Linked DNA regions of Sus scrofa: regions 1 and 3 are each linked to region 2. A link is a contact called in public Hi-C and targeted proximity ligation data. All regions are on one chromosome and are shown on one strand. The core of a region is the stretch at or near the end of the contact, and the rest is flanking DNA. Distances in the headings are between cores, read along the strand shown. Region 1 overlaps LOC110260801 (a long non-coding RNA gene). Region 2 has its middle 170 kb from the start of DUSP6. Region 3 holds the start of DUSP6 (dual specificity phosphatase 6).

Region 1 (3,889 bases), core at 97-2,596, 200 kb before region 2:
AAACGACAGGTTTTGCTGAACCACAGGCCAAGCTAACTTTGAGCATTTATTTTTATTTTTATTCTACGTTTTGGTCTTTCTAGGGCTGCATCCATGGCACATGGAGGTTCCCAAGTTAGGGGCTGAATCAGAGCTACAGCTGCTGGCCCACACCCCAGACACACACCCCACAGCCACGCCAGATCCAAGCCTTGTCTTGCGACCTACACCACAGCTCACAGCAACGCCGGGTCCTTAACCCACTGAGAGAGGCCAGGGATGGAACCTGCATCCCTCATGGATGCTAGTCAGATCCGTGTCTGCTGAGCCACAACGGGAACTCCAGCATTTACATTTTTAGTAAACAATTTTAGAAGAGTTTTAGATTTATGGAAAAGTTGTGAAGCTATCTTCACAGACAGACAGTGTATTATGAACTATCTTAACACCGCCAGTTCCATGTCCCTCACACTCAGTTTCCCCACTGTTTACATCTGACATCTGCATGGAACATCTGTCACAACGAAGGAACCAAAAATAATGTAGTACCAGTGATTAGAGACCCTACTTTATTCAAATTTCCCTAGTTTTCACCTACTATCCTTGTATGTTCCCATCGAGTTGCATGTCTCTTCTCGCTGTCTAGACGGTGACAGTTTCCCAGGCTTTCCCATTTGGGATTGACCTTCACAATTTAAGGAGTAAAGGTCATGTGACACATAGAAAGTTTCAGTTTGGGTTTGTCTGATGTTTTTGTCACGGTTGGATGGGGGTAACAGGTTGGGGAGAGGACCACCTCAGAGGAAAAGTGGCCTTCTCATCAGACCTTGTCACAGGGACATGACATAGCACTGTTGGCTTAACATCTGTTTGTAAAGAAAACAGATCATGTGGCAAGCCAGTGTGAACCAGAGGCGGACCTGTCCACTTTCTCAAAAGACAGAACTGGCCCAGAATCAGGTTGTCGATGACTCTGGAAACAAACGAATGTTCTGTTTCATTCAGTCCAAGTCGCTGGTTGTAACATTTATGCAAGCTCCTTTTGCAGAAAACATTTGAAGGCTCCCGAGGGGGGGGGGGGAGACTGTCTTAAATATAGAATGCAGTCAAGATGCCATGTATGAAGAATTTCACCAAACTGCGGCAACAGAGCGCTGTGGTTACAGAATACCAGCTGCGAAACGCTGCCGGGTGAACCCGCAGGCCCTGAGTCCCCGAAAGAGATATTAGCAATGAACCCTATTTTCACATTTCCTGGCTCCCCTGAACTCATTTCCAAACTGCCTGGCTGCTCCTAGGAGTCTGTACCGTTACCTTGTAGGGAAAGTTCTGGCAGAGCCACATGTCATGTGTGTTGCATAAGAACTTCATTGCAATGGTTTAACTCTGATTAAATTTAGCTGTCAGCCTTTAAAGTTCCCTGAGAAGCTTTCAAACTCAGAAAGGGAAGAGGCACCCCAGCAGGTTCTCTGCAATCCCTCCCCTCCCACCTCCCTGTAAGCTCTTTTCCAACGAGCAGGGCGAGGCCAGCATCGCGCAGCCAGCCAGCGTTTGCCAGGCTGGGAGGTGCCTGGTGGGAAAGGATTCTCCCCTCTCTGCGCCTGGCCCTGTCAGGGAAAGCTTCGGGAGCTCCCCACAGGGCCTGCCACTCCTGCATCTTTCTAGTTTCGAAGGCTCCCTTCAGCTCCTGGCTTCTCAGGTCAATATAGGCTGTAGCTTTTTATTTTTATTTTCATTTTTAAATTAAAAATGGGAGACTTATAATGGATAAGAAATGAGATCCTACTATAGCATATCCAGTCTCTTGGGATAGACCATGGTGGAATATGAGAAAAGGAGTGTGTGTGTGTGTGTGTGTGTGTGTGTGTGTGTGTGTGTGAGTGACCAGGTCACTCTGCTGTACTGCAGAAACTGACACAATATAAATCAAGTTCCCATCATGGCTCAGTGGGTTAAGAACCCCACTAGTATCCATGAGGATTTGGGTTCGATCCCTGGCCTGGCTCCGTGGGTTAAGCATCTGGCGCTGCTGTGAGCTGTGGCAGAGTCACAGATGCAGCTCAGATCCAGCGTTGCTGTGGCAGGTGGCACAGACCGGCAGCTGCAGCTCAGATTTGACCCCTGGCCTGGAAACCTCCATATGCTGCAAGTGTGGCCCCCAAAAGAAAAACAAACAAAACCCCCCTACGCTTTAATAAAAACTTGTTAAATAAAAAAAAAATGAAAATTGCTATGTAAGAATTTTAAATTGTTTAATCAAAATTTTTAAATAAAAAAATTAGGTTGAACAGCATTTGCACATTTGTTATTGAATGAAAGAGTCTTTGAATCCTGTAGGGCTTCACCATGTCCAAAAGTGTCATACACACGATGCAATCCCATCGTTTTTACTATTACTTTCTTGGCTCTTTGAGTGTTTCCTTTCTTGCCAGACTGTCCTGTATTTTTCCTCTTCCTGTTTTGGCCTTCCCAGCCCCAACCCTCCTGCTTTCACTGAACACCCAGGGCTGTTTCCCCCATGAGTGTCTTTTCCTGTGCTCACCACGGCCTTCCCGCCCTTGGGGTGCGTGCAGGAGCAGGGAGCGGCAAGGGGATGCTGTTGCAGCACCGTCTTCCCTGGGGGAGGGCTGGAGGGGGCCTGTCCAGGAGGGGAGGGGCACGCGGTTCCAAAGGCCTCCTCCCTGTTCGTTGTTCTCTTAACCATCTCAGGGTCTCCGCACTGATAACTGCACTTTGGGTTTTCATCTCGTGCTTTCTGGGTGCTCCCTATGTAGAAAACGAAGCAGAACTACAGCACGACCTAAAAGTGGTCCTAGGAATCCGTGAAGTGGGTTGTGGCCCTTACAGACAGCACTGCCTTCCACGTATCAGGGTCCTAAAAGGATAAATAACAGGGAGTTTTATAATCAGACCCGTACGCTCCAGGCTTGGTTATCAGGACAGAGCTTTCCAGGTTACACAATCCTCAACTGCTTTGATCTTTGCTGTCCTGATCAGAATACCCAGCTGGACAAATAACATTAGTCCAAGCACAGCTTCCTGGACAAATGGTCAAAAGGGATAATGTCCTACATTTTCTAGAAGCACAGGTGCTTCAGATCAATGGGGCTGATCTTGTGGAAACAACTAAGGCTAAGCCTTTTTAGAAGACAAAAAAGCTTTTGTGTTTATAGGTTCAGATTGGGGAGGCAAAATGAATTTTCTGGGAGCGAAAACCGTTCCCTTTAGAGCCAATGGATTGTTAACATTCAGTGTGGTTTATTGAGCTCTTAAAAAAAGAAGAAAAGAAAAACCACCGAAACAACAAAAGTAATAAAACCTGTACCATCAACATCAGTTTATTACAACAGTTAACTTTCTGCTGATGAGTTTTTTCAAAGATGACTCCCCTGAAAGCTTGAGATAAATATGCTATTATGAAACAGATGATCATTCGCCAGGTTTGCTCTTATCAGAACAGACCCAGGTGGGATTGGAGACTCCTGCTGGAACATGGCTAGTTTCCAGTGGTTTAGAAATGATTCTTATGACTGAATAGACAGGCTCTTAATTGGGTTCGTGAGTAGAAGTCTGCCAAGATTCCACGTCATGTGGCATGGATGTTCTCAGCTCAACTCTCAAAAGATATTCCCCTGTAGATTTATAGGCAAATATCAAAAGACTCTCCAGCTTTTCTCTAGTTGGATGAGGCAGTAGAAGCCATCTCATTCTGTTGGTGGAGACCTATCATTTGAGTTTAAGCAGATCCGTCATCATCCGGGGCCTCTGCTTCCCGTGCCTAAGGTCTAGCTCTGTGCCCCCAAGTAGAACAGCGATTAGGAAAGAGGGTTCTGCAGTTAAATAGCCATGGTGGAGTTCCCGTTGTGGCTCTGTGGTTAACGAATCCGACTAGGCGCCATGAAGTTGCAGG
Region 2 (4,225 bases), core at 849-3,348:
ATAACCTCAAAATCCGAGAGCTTAAAACAGCAGACAGTTACTACCCCACAGTTTACGCTGGGGGTCAGAGGTCTGGGCTGCTGCCTTCCCTGGGTGATTCCCGCTCAGGGTCTCCCGTGAGATTTCCGTCAAGCCCTCGGCCTGCCTTGTAGACATCTACAGAATCCACTTCCAAGCCCACCCAGGTGGTTACTGGCAGACCTCAGTCCCTCGGTGGCTGTTGCTTTGGAGGCCACAGGGGCTTCTCCATGGGGCTGATACGCATAAAGCTGGCTTCCCCCAGAGCAGGTGATCCAACAGTGGGGGAGTGGGGGAGAGGGAGGCGAGGGAGAAAGAGAGAGGAATCGCCAGATGGAATCCACATTTATAACTAAATCTTGAAAGCTATGTCCTATCACTTCGCCAGTATTCAATTTGTTAGAGGCAAGCACGAAGGACGGAGGACACCGGGAGACGTCTTGGAAGCTGGCTGTCACATTTATTAACCCTCACACGTTCACTCTTTTAAATCATTGTGTATGTATGGATGTCTATCAATGTAGCTCTGGAAGGTAGGTCTGTGTGTGCCAAGACGGGCCAGGTGAAGTGAAGTGTTGAAGCTACTATAATAAATGATTTAATTCCAAGACTACCATAAAACTTGCTGGTCTGGTTGGTGCCTGGGGGCCAAATCCTTGCTAAAGCTCAAAGGTTTGGAAATACATAGGAGCCTAAAAGGAAGCAAATGGCAAAGACTCGAAGGATAGGTTCTGATGGTTACAGGAAGACTGATTTGGGGCAAGACAGACGATTAAGAGGATACATTACCAATAATGAGACCTTTTATGTGTTAATTCATTCAATATTCAACAAATATTTAGTGAACTCCTACTAAGCTCCAGCTATTATCGAAGTCTTTGTGGATACAGCAGTAAACTTGGAAGCAAGGGTGGCCTCAGGCAGGAAACATCTTACAGCAGGTGCTTCCTTTGTCTGTTGACAGAGACAACAAGTGACCTCCCAGAATTTGACCCTTTCGGGATTTGTGGACAGGAGAAGATATTTATATAAAAAGATTCTAGGTAGAATAGAGCTTGTATTCAGGGACATGAGACAGGCCCTAGAAACTTTTTAATGCATTTATAGTTCTTCCTAGTTTGACTGAATGCTTTAGAAATTCCAGTTACCCCAAGTTTACCAAGCACAGGTGTGGAGTGGCAGGATCTATAAACGCCATAGGCTGTTGAAAGTATCAGCGCACGTTTTTTTCTTGTCTACTTTATTTAGCTACTTAAGCACTGTTCTATCTTTCACTAGGCTCAAACTGTATGTATTTATCTAATAATTACATCTGGAATTGCTCCGGAAACCTCCGTCAAAATTCAGACCATTTTTCTGCCGATTGAGATGGAGGCAGAGAAGAGAAACTGGGAAAGGCGGGAGCAAAATTTTCTTGGCTGATGCAAGGAAAGTCAGGTTGATTTAAGGATAAATTGTAAAGACTTCACGTCGGGGTTAGCTGGGTGGTGGCAGTAACCACGTGGTCCTACCTCTAGGACACTTGTGAAAGATTTTAACCCGCAAATGATGTTAATTTCCTCTGTCCATGTGATTGAAAGTTCACTTTAGGATCCCACTAGACCCAAATATTCCATTGCCTGTACTTGCATCAATGGTTTATTGGTGTGGGATTTTTTATGGGTCCCTAGAGAGACTGACACTGGAAACTCTGTGGAGCTCATAAGATTTATTCCACATTTCAAAAGGGAGGGACTTGGAGGAAAATACAGCCACAAAAATGTATTGTTTTGAAACAGAATCTGTGAGGAAAATAGAAACGAACTTTTAAGATGAAATAATGGCAAAGCAAAATATCAAGGTATAATAGGTAGCCACTGACATGCCTGAGACTGTGAATCATTTTTCTTGGAGATTGTAGTATCTGATGCCAGATACACAAACGTTTTGCACTTACTCAGCAATTAAAGGTAAGAGGTTGTGAAACTCTAAATGAGCTAGGAAAAAAAAAAAAAAAAAGAGGCAAAGGGCTGAGTTTGAGTGAGTAAAGGAAGATAAATCAGATGAGATTGCATGTTGATGACACTCACCAGGCTTGCTCAACAGTAATATCTGACAAACAGCAAGAGAAAAAGGAAACATTTTGGCAGAGTCAGCCACCCCCGGCATCTCTCTTCAAAACCCTACTAAGAAATCCCCACCACTGGATGAGTTATTTCCTCTTTCTGCTGTATGAGTACGATGGGAAAAAAATGGACCCTGGAGCTGAAATACTGAAGTTAGGAAACAGTACCATGAGTAATAACACAACAATGAATTAGGCCGAAATGCCTGGAGGTAGGGCTCTTCCATCTAGAAGCTTGGCTTTAGTCAAGTCCCTTTTGGTACAGAGGATATTTCAACCGTCTCTTTAGGCTGTTATACATGGTCTTTTGTTTCTGACTGTCCTTGGGACCCTTGGTTTTGCTCATGGGCTCTTCCTGCCTGGATTCCAGGGGAACTGTACTTCTTTCTCCCCACTCTTTGGCCTTGCCACATCTGCCTTCAAATTCCTATGCTTTCCTTAAAATCCAACTTCAATCCACTTTATTCCAAGAAAACAGCTCTCCCAGTCCACCTTTAACCATTTTCTTTTTTCCTCCTAATATCTTTAGCCCTTTACCAAATTGACATAGTGTCCTTTACATGCGTTACTCATACATTTTCTGTCGCCTCAATTGAGTTGAAGTCTCCGGAGGACACCATCCTTTTATTTCCTACAATATTTTCTCAGTGATATGAGGGATATAAAAAGCGAGTATAATATGCCAATGTTTATTGACTTAAAGTAAAAACTAACTCTGAATAATTTTAACAGAGATTAGCAAGATCCTAGGCACAAGTCTTTTAACTTTCTTTCAGTAAGAGCGAATTAACCTCTATCTTCTTTTGCTTTGCTATGTAAAATGCTGATGAAACAAACAAGACTAATTTTTTTTTGGGGGGGGGAATCTAGAAAAACTATTTTATGTTTATTTTAGAATTTTTTGATTAAAAATAGAAAAAAGAAAATGATTCTATCTACCTTTGAGTTCTTTGGAGGCACAAGGCCATGTGGTTGTCTTGATGGCCTCAGATTAGAGCAAAGGAGGATTCTAGAAACTGTACCCCCCTCTCCTTTTAAACAGAGCTTTATGTTGTAAAAAAGAAATAGAACCACCATTACTAGATCCTATAGTTTTTGCTGGCTACACATTTGGGGTATGCCTTATTTCCTGTTTGCAATTAACTGACTTTGATCATGACACTCCAAAAGCAGTTCTCTAAGAGGTCAGTTGTGCCTTCCTTTTTGTCAGAATCTCTCATTTGCTGTTGATAAGCTCCTCCTTGTGACTCCCTGCTATATTCTTCCCTGGACTTTCTCATAGGGGGAGGGGAAAAGTAATTTGTTAAACACGCATGTTCCTACTTAGAGCTTTCTGTGCATCACTGTATTTGTGCTTCATGACAACACTCTGGGACAGGAGACACTCCTGCATGCTATCACTTGAGAATAGATATTTTTGTTTTGTCCCATTGGCCAGTTATTTCATAGTGGGGAGGTCTTGTGTGACTTAGCTGGTTGTGAATTCCTTGAGAGTGGAATCTGAATCCCCCACCTCTTCCCTATCGCTCACAGCGCCTGATACAGCAAATATTCTCAGGGCTTAATAAATATCTGTGGACCAATTATAGACGAAAGTGTTCAGACCTGGAAGATGAAGACTAACATGAACACTAACCAATTTTTGTTGAATATCTCTGTTTTCCCAAGGGCTAGAAGAGCCCTCCTTTCATGAATCATCTTAAAACACAAAACAAAACAAAACGAACTCATTCATGGAAGAAAAAAATCGTGTTTGACACTGAGATTGGAAAACGATTAGCAATGGTCACATGTTGGCCCGAGCGGTTTTCCTTCCAGTGACAGGAGAACCTGTCAGCTGGGAGTGATTGAACCCTGAGGCCTCTGAATTAGATCAGGGTGATTATACTGATTATCTGCTCTGGGCAGCTCTGCCCAGTTTCTGAGTCCGATGCACTGAATCTGTACTTTCGGTCTGACCCACAGATATCTTATCCCTCACCTCCACGTCATTAGGACCCGGCCCGGGTGAAAAGGGAGAGTGGAGGAGGTGCCGTGGAAGTCAGCCTGTGTCACCCTCTCTGCTTCCTCTTACACTCCCTCGAGCGCCCTTCAGTTCCTCCT
Region 3 (3,687 bases), core at 84-2,583, 170 kb before region 2:
CCAGACCCCCAAGTCCCACCCTGGGCCCCCCCACCTGCCTTGGGGGTCGCCCGGCGCCCCCGCCCGCTGAACGCGGAGGCGGAGGCGGCGGGCGCCGGCAAGGAGCGCAACGCGCAGGAGCGGGCGGTGCTGTGCGAGTCGCCGGCGACGCAGGGGAGGGGGCTGCTGCCGCGCAGGGAAGAGGGTAACCCCGCGCGGGATGTCGAGCGTGGGGGCGGGCGGCCTCTCCTCTGACAAGCCTCTGGGTTTACAGTAGGCAATGCGCGGAGCTCTCCTGAGCCCCCGCGGCCTGCCGGCCTCGCAGGAAGACTTCCTCACGCTTTGCGGATGGTGGGGGCTGCCTGCCCGGCTCCGGACGCCCTGGTGCACCTAGCCCAGGCAGCCCCGCCAGGCCGGCTCCTCTGTCGGAAGCTGAGCTCGCTGCTCAGAAATGATGAAGGAGCGCGACCCCCGCCGCGTGCAGTAGGTGACGGCGGGTGAGGGGGTCGGATCCCCGGAACAATGGCTCATAACGCCCCCACGCCGCCTGAGAGGAATAAAAGCACCGGATTGCCCAACGAGTTTGTTTCTACAGCCTCCACGGTTTTTAAAAAATAATTAAAGCGCTATTAAAAAAAAAAAAAAAGCTTGCTTTCTATTATCTGGACAACCAAGCATTTGTTTGTTTGCTTGCTTAAAAATGTTTCAACAAAACCCTGGTTTGTCTCCAAAGATGTTGGATTAGCATTTAACACCTCATCGGTCACTAAAGCCCAGGCAGTCCACCAGCCCCAACACAGTCTCGGCTAAAAGAACATCGAAGCAAACAGAGCCGGGCTTTTTAAACTGGCAAACAAATGCCACACACTGCCTACGGGAGGAGGGGGAGGTTAAAGTGAACTCCAGTCCAAAGGAGTTTAAAGGGAATAAAAGCGAAGAAGTCAGCACTAGTTTCCCTAAAGCTAGCTTGCGCGCACAGGCGTCGCGAACAACGGCTTTTGTGCCTGCTAATTGCACCATTTGTGCGCAAAAGTTCCGACGCTAAGTGTGAACTCTCAACAGAAGGAAACATGAGACAACTGAAGTGCCCTGGTTTGTGTGCCCTGCTCCTCCTCCGCCGCCGCCTCCCCTTCTTTCTCCTTCCTCCCGCCGAGCCCGCTGTTGCAGCTTGTTTGCACTGGGGCTTATCCGGAGCGGAAATTCCTTTCCGTTTTTGTGAATGACAAACTCATTAACAATTCATCAACACAACCTGTTCCAGCCGGCCCGTCCCCACGGCAACAGCCCCTTCCGCAGCGTGCTCATTGGCTGGCGGGGAGAATGTATCCATTGAGACGCTCGCTGTTTGTATCCATTGAGGAGCTGCCTCGCGCAGGGGGTGTGCGAGGGCTGAGTCCAAGGGAGAGTGAGCAAATCCAGGCTTTAATAATCCGAGGAGAAAGCCGCCCGGGTGGATTTGAGGTGCAGTTTGGAGGGAGGGCTCAGGAGCTGCTGGACTTTTTTTTTTTCCTCTCCTCTCAGTAGCACGAAGTCCGAATTAATTGGATTTCATTCACCGGGGAGGAACAAAACTGTCTGGGCAGCTTCATTCAAAGAGATTCATTGACACCAAGAGCGTGCGGCTGCAGCCGGGTGCAGAGGGAACCGCCGGCTTACTTCTGTCTCGCTTGCCCCAACCGCTAACCCGGCTCGGGAAAGGAGAGGTGGCATTAAACCCCGCTCCAAGAGCGGCGGCTTTGGCGCGGCGCGCTCGGCCTATGCCTGCCCCGAGGGGAGTCTGGTAGGCACCTCGCCCTCTCCGGCCGCTCGACCCCCATGATAGATACGCTCAGACCCGTGCCCTTCGCGTCGGAGATGGCGATTAGCAAGACGGTAGCGTGGCTCAACGAGCAGCTGGAGCTGGGCAACGAGCGGCTGCTGCTGATGGACTGCCGGCCGCAGGAGCTGTACGAGTCGTCGCACATCGAGTCGGCCATCAACGTGGCCATCCCCGGCATCATGCTGCGGCGCCTGCAGAAGGGCAACCTGCCGGTGCGCGCGCTCTTCACGCGCGGCGAGGACCGGGACCGCTTCACCCGGCGCTGCGGCACCGACACCGTGGTGCTCTACGATGAGAGCAGCAGCGACTGGAACGAGAATACGGGCGGCGAGTCGGTGCTCGGGCTGCTGCTCAAGAAGCTCAAGGACGAGGGCTGCCGGGCGTTCTACCTAGAAGGTACGCGCCGGGGGCGTCCCGCGCCTGGGGCAGGGCGGGGGACCCCGGCTGCGGGTGCAGGCGGGGCGCGCCGACTGGAAGCGCCCCTGTGGCGCTTGGCTGGCGCTTCAGAGCCGCGCTGTGCGCCAGGAGCTGTCTGCCGGCTCCCGGCGGCGAATCTCTCGCGGCCCGCGAGCCGGGCCCGCGCGGAATCGACCCGCTTCCGGCCACAGGCACGCGTCGTTTCTTTGGAACTAGCTCTTCTTTTTCCTACCCGGCATATCCCCCACTTTCCCTCTACGTTTGATTTTGAATTCAGATTTCGCAGGACTGCAGAGGCCGTGGGGGTGCAGGCAGGCACCTTCTGGCACTTGTAGATACTCAGAAAAGTTGCCATTTTGTGCATTTCCGGATTCAAAAAAATAAGGGTTCCCAGGGGAGGCGGGCCTGTTCGTTCTGTTCCCAAGGGTGCACCTTTAAGTGCCTTTCGCCTGTATTTGTCTCTGTGTTTGGGGGGTGGGGGGGTAAGGTGCTGTGGTGTGTTTCTGAGCCCGGCTGCGGCTCTCCAACCTGTGAAAACTACTACGGTATCTCGGGTTACAAGATTGCTTTTCTCGTCCTGGCAGGTGGTTTCAGTAAGTTCCAAGCCGAGTTCGCCCTGCACTGCGAGACCAATCTAGACGGCTCGTGTAGCAGCAGCTCCCCGCCGTTGCCAGTTCTGGGGCTCGGGGGCCTGCGGATCAGCTCCGACTCCTCCTCGGACATTGAGTCTGACCTTGACCGAGACCCCAATAGTGCAACAGACTCCGATGGCAGCCCGCTGTCCAACAGCCAGCCTTCTTTCCCCGTGGAGATCTTGCCCTTCCTCTACTTGGGCTGTGCCAAGGACTCCACCAACCTGGACGTGTTAGAGGAGTTCGGCATCAAGTACATCTTGAACGTCACCCCCAACTTGCCGAACCTCTTTGAGAACGCAGGAGAGTTCAAATACAAGCAGATCCCCATCTCTGATCACTGGAGCCAAAACCTGTCCCAGTTTTTCCCTGAGGCCATTTCTTTCATAGGTGAGACTAATAGCCCTCACGCAGCCTTTTAAATGCAAAATTCAGAACCATTCCTAGAGTTCGAGGGGTTCACCTTTCTTGTTGCTAACTTGTGGGACTGCAGGTCTCTACGTTCCAAGGGCATTCTCAATTCTGTCGCTTAGCTTCTTGTTAAGAAAAAGGGCCTTTTGACAAGGCGGCAGGCCACAGGTGTATTTGAAACGCTGTCTGCTTCTTGACCTGGAATTCAGTCACTGGAAAGGGGGAGGGCACTCAGAAGGAGACAGCAGAATCCCCCCCACCCATCTTTGGACTCAAGGAGGGCCGGGTCCCAGAGGTACACAGGGTAGACAGGAATTCTAGCATGGCTTTGTAATTTTAAAAGCTCTTCGAGTTGCAGGACACCACGGTGTCCAAAAGCCCTGTGAATGCTAGATGTTGTGATCCAGCTGGACGTTCCTGTGACACTGC

Evidence for each region. Hi-C and Micro-C count contacts between places; a contact is called where the count stands out from the background.
Region 1: a Hi-C map of liver shows a contact between it and region 2, with 3 times the contacts expected there. A contact is called at or near these places in 2 of 47 Hi-C or Micro-C datasets (both in liver) and 1 of 2 datasets of targeted methods (alveolar macrophages).
Region 3: a contact with region 2 is called in a targeted proximity ligation map of alveolar macrophages. A contact is called at or near these places in 3 of 5 promoter capture datasets (fetal liver and liver), 14 of 47 Hi-C or Micro-C datasets (alveolar macrophages, blood, embryonic fibroblasts and 6 more) and 2 of 2 datasets of targeted methods (alveolar macrophages and skeletal muscle).

What each region holds. Positions count from the first base shown.
Region 1 is chr5:93,272,890-93,276,778 of Sscrofa11.1, forward strand. The region is part of intron 1 of LOC110260801 (a long non-coding RNA gene); the gene reads right to left. Among named protein-coding and RNA genes, the nearest start is that of DUSP6, 28 kb to the right of the region's middle.
Region 2 is chr5:93,473,218-93,477,442 of Sscrofa11.1, forward strand. No RefSeq gene overlaps it. Among named protein-coding and RNA genes, the nearest start is that of DUSP6, 170 kb to the left of the region's middle.
Region 3 is chr5:93,301,725-93,305,411 of Sscrofa11.1, forward strand. It overlaps DUSP6 (dual specificity phosphatase 6), which reads left to right and starts at 1,334. Exons shown (of 3, transcript NM_001267842.1): 1 at 1,334-2,194; 2 at 2,800-3,237. The coding sequence starts at 1,795.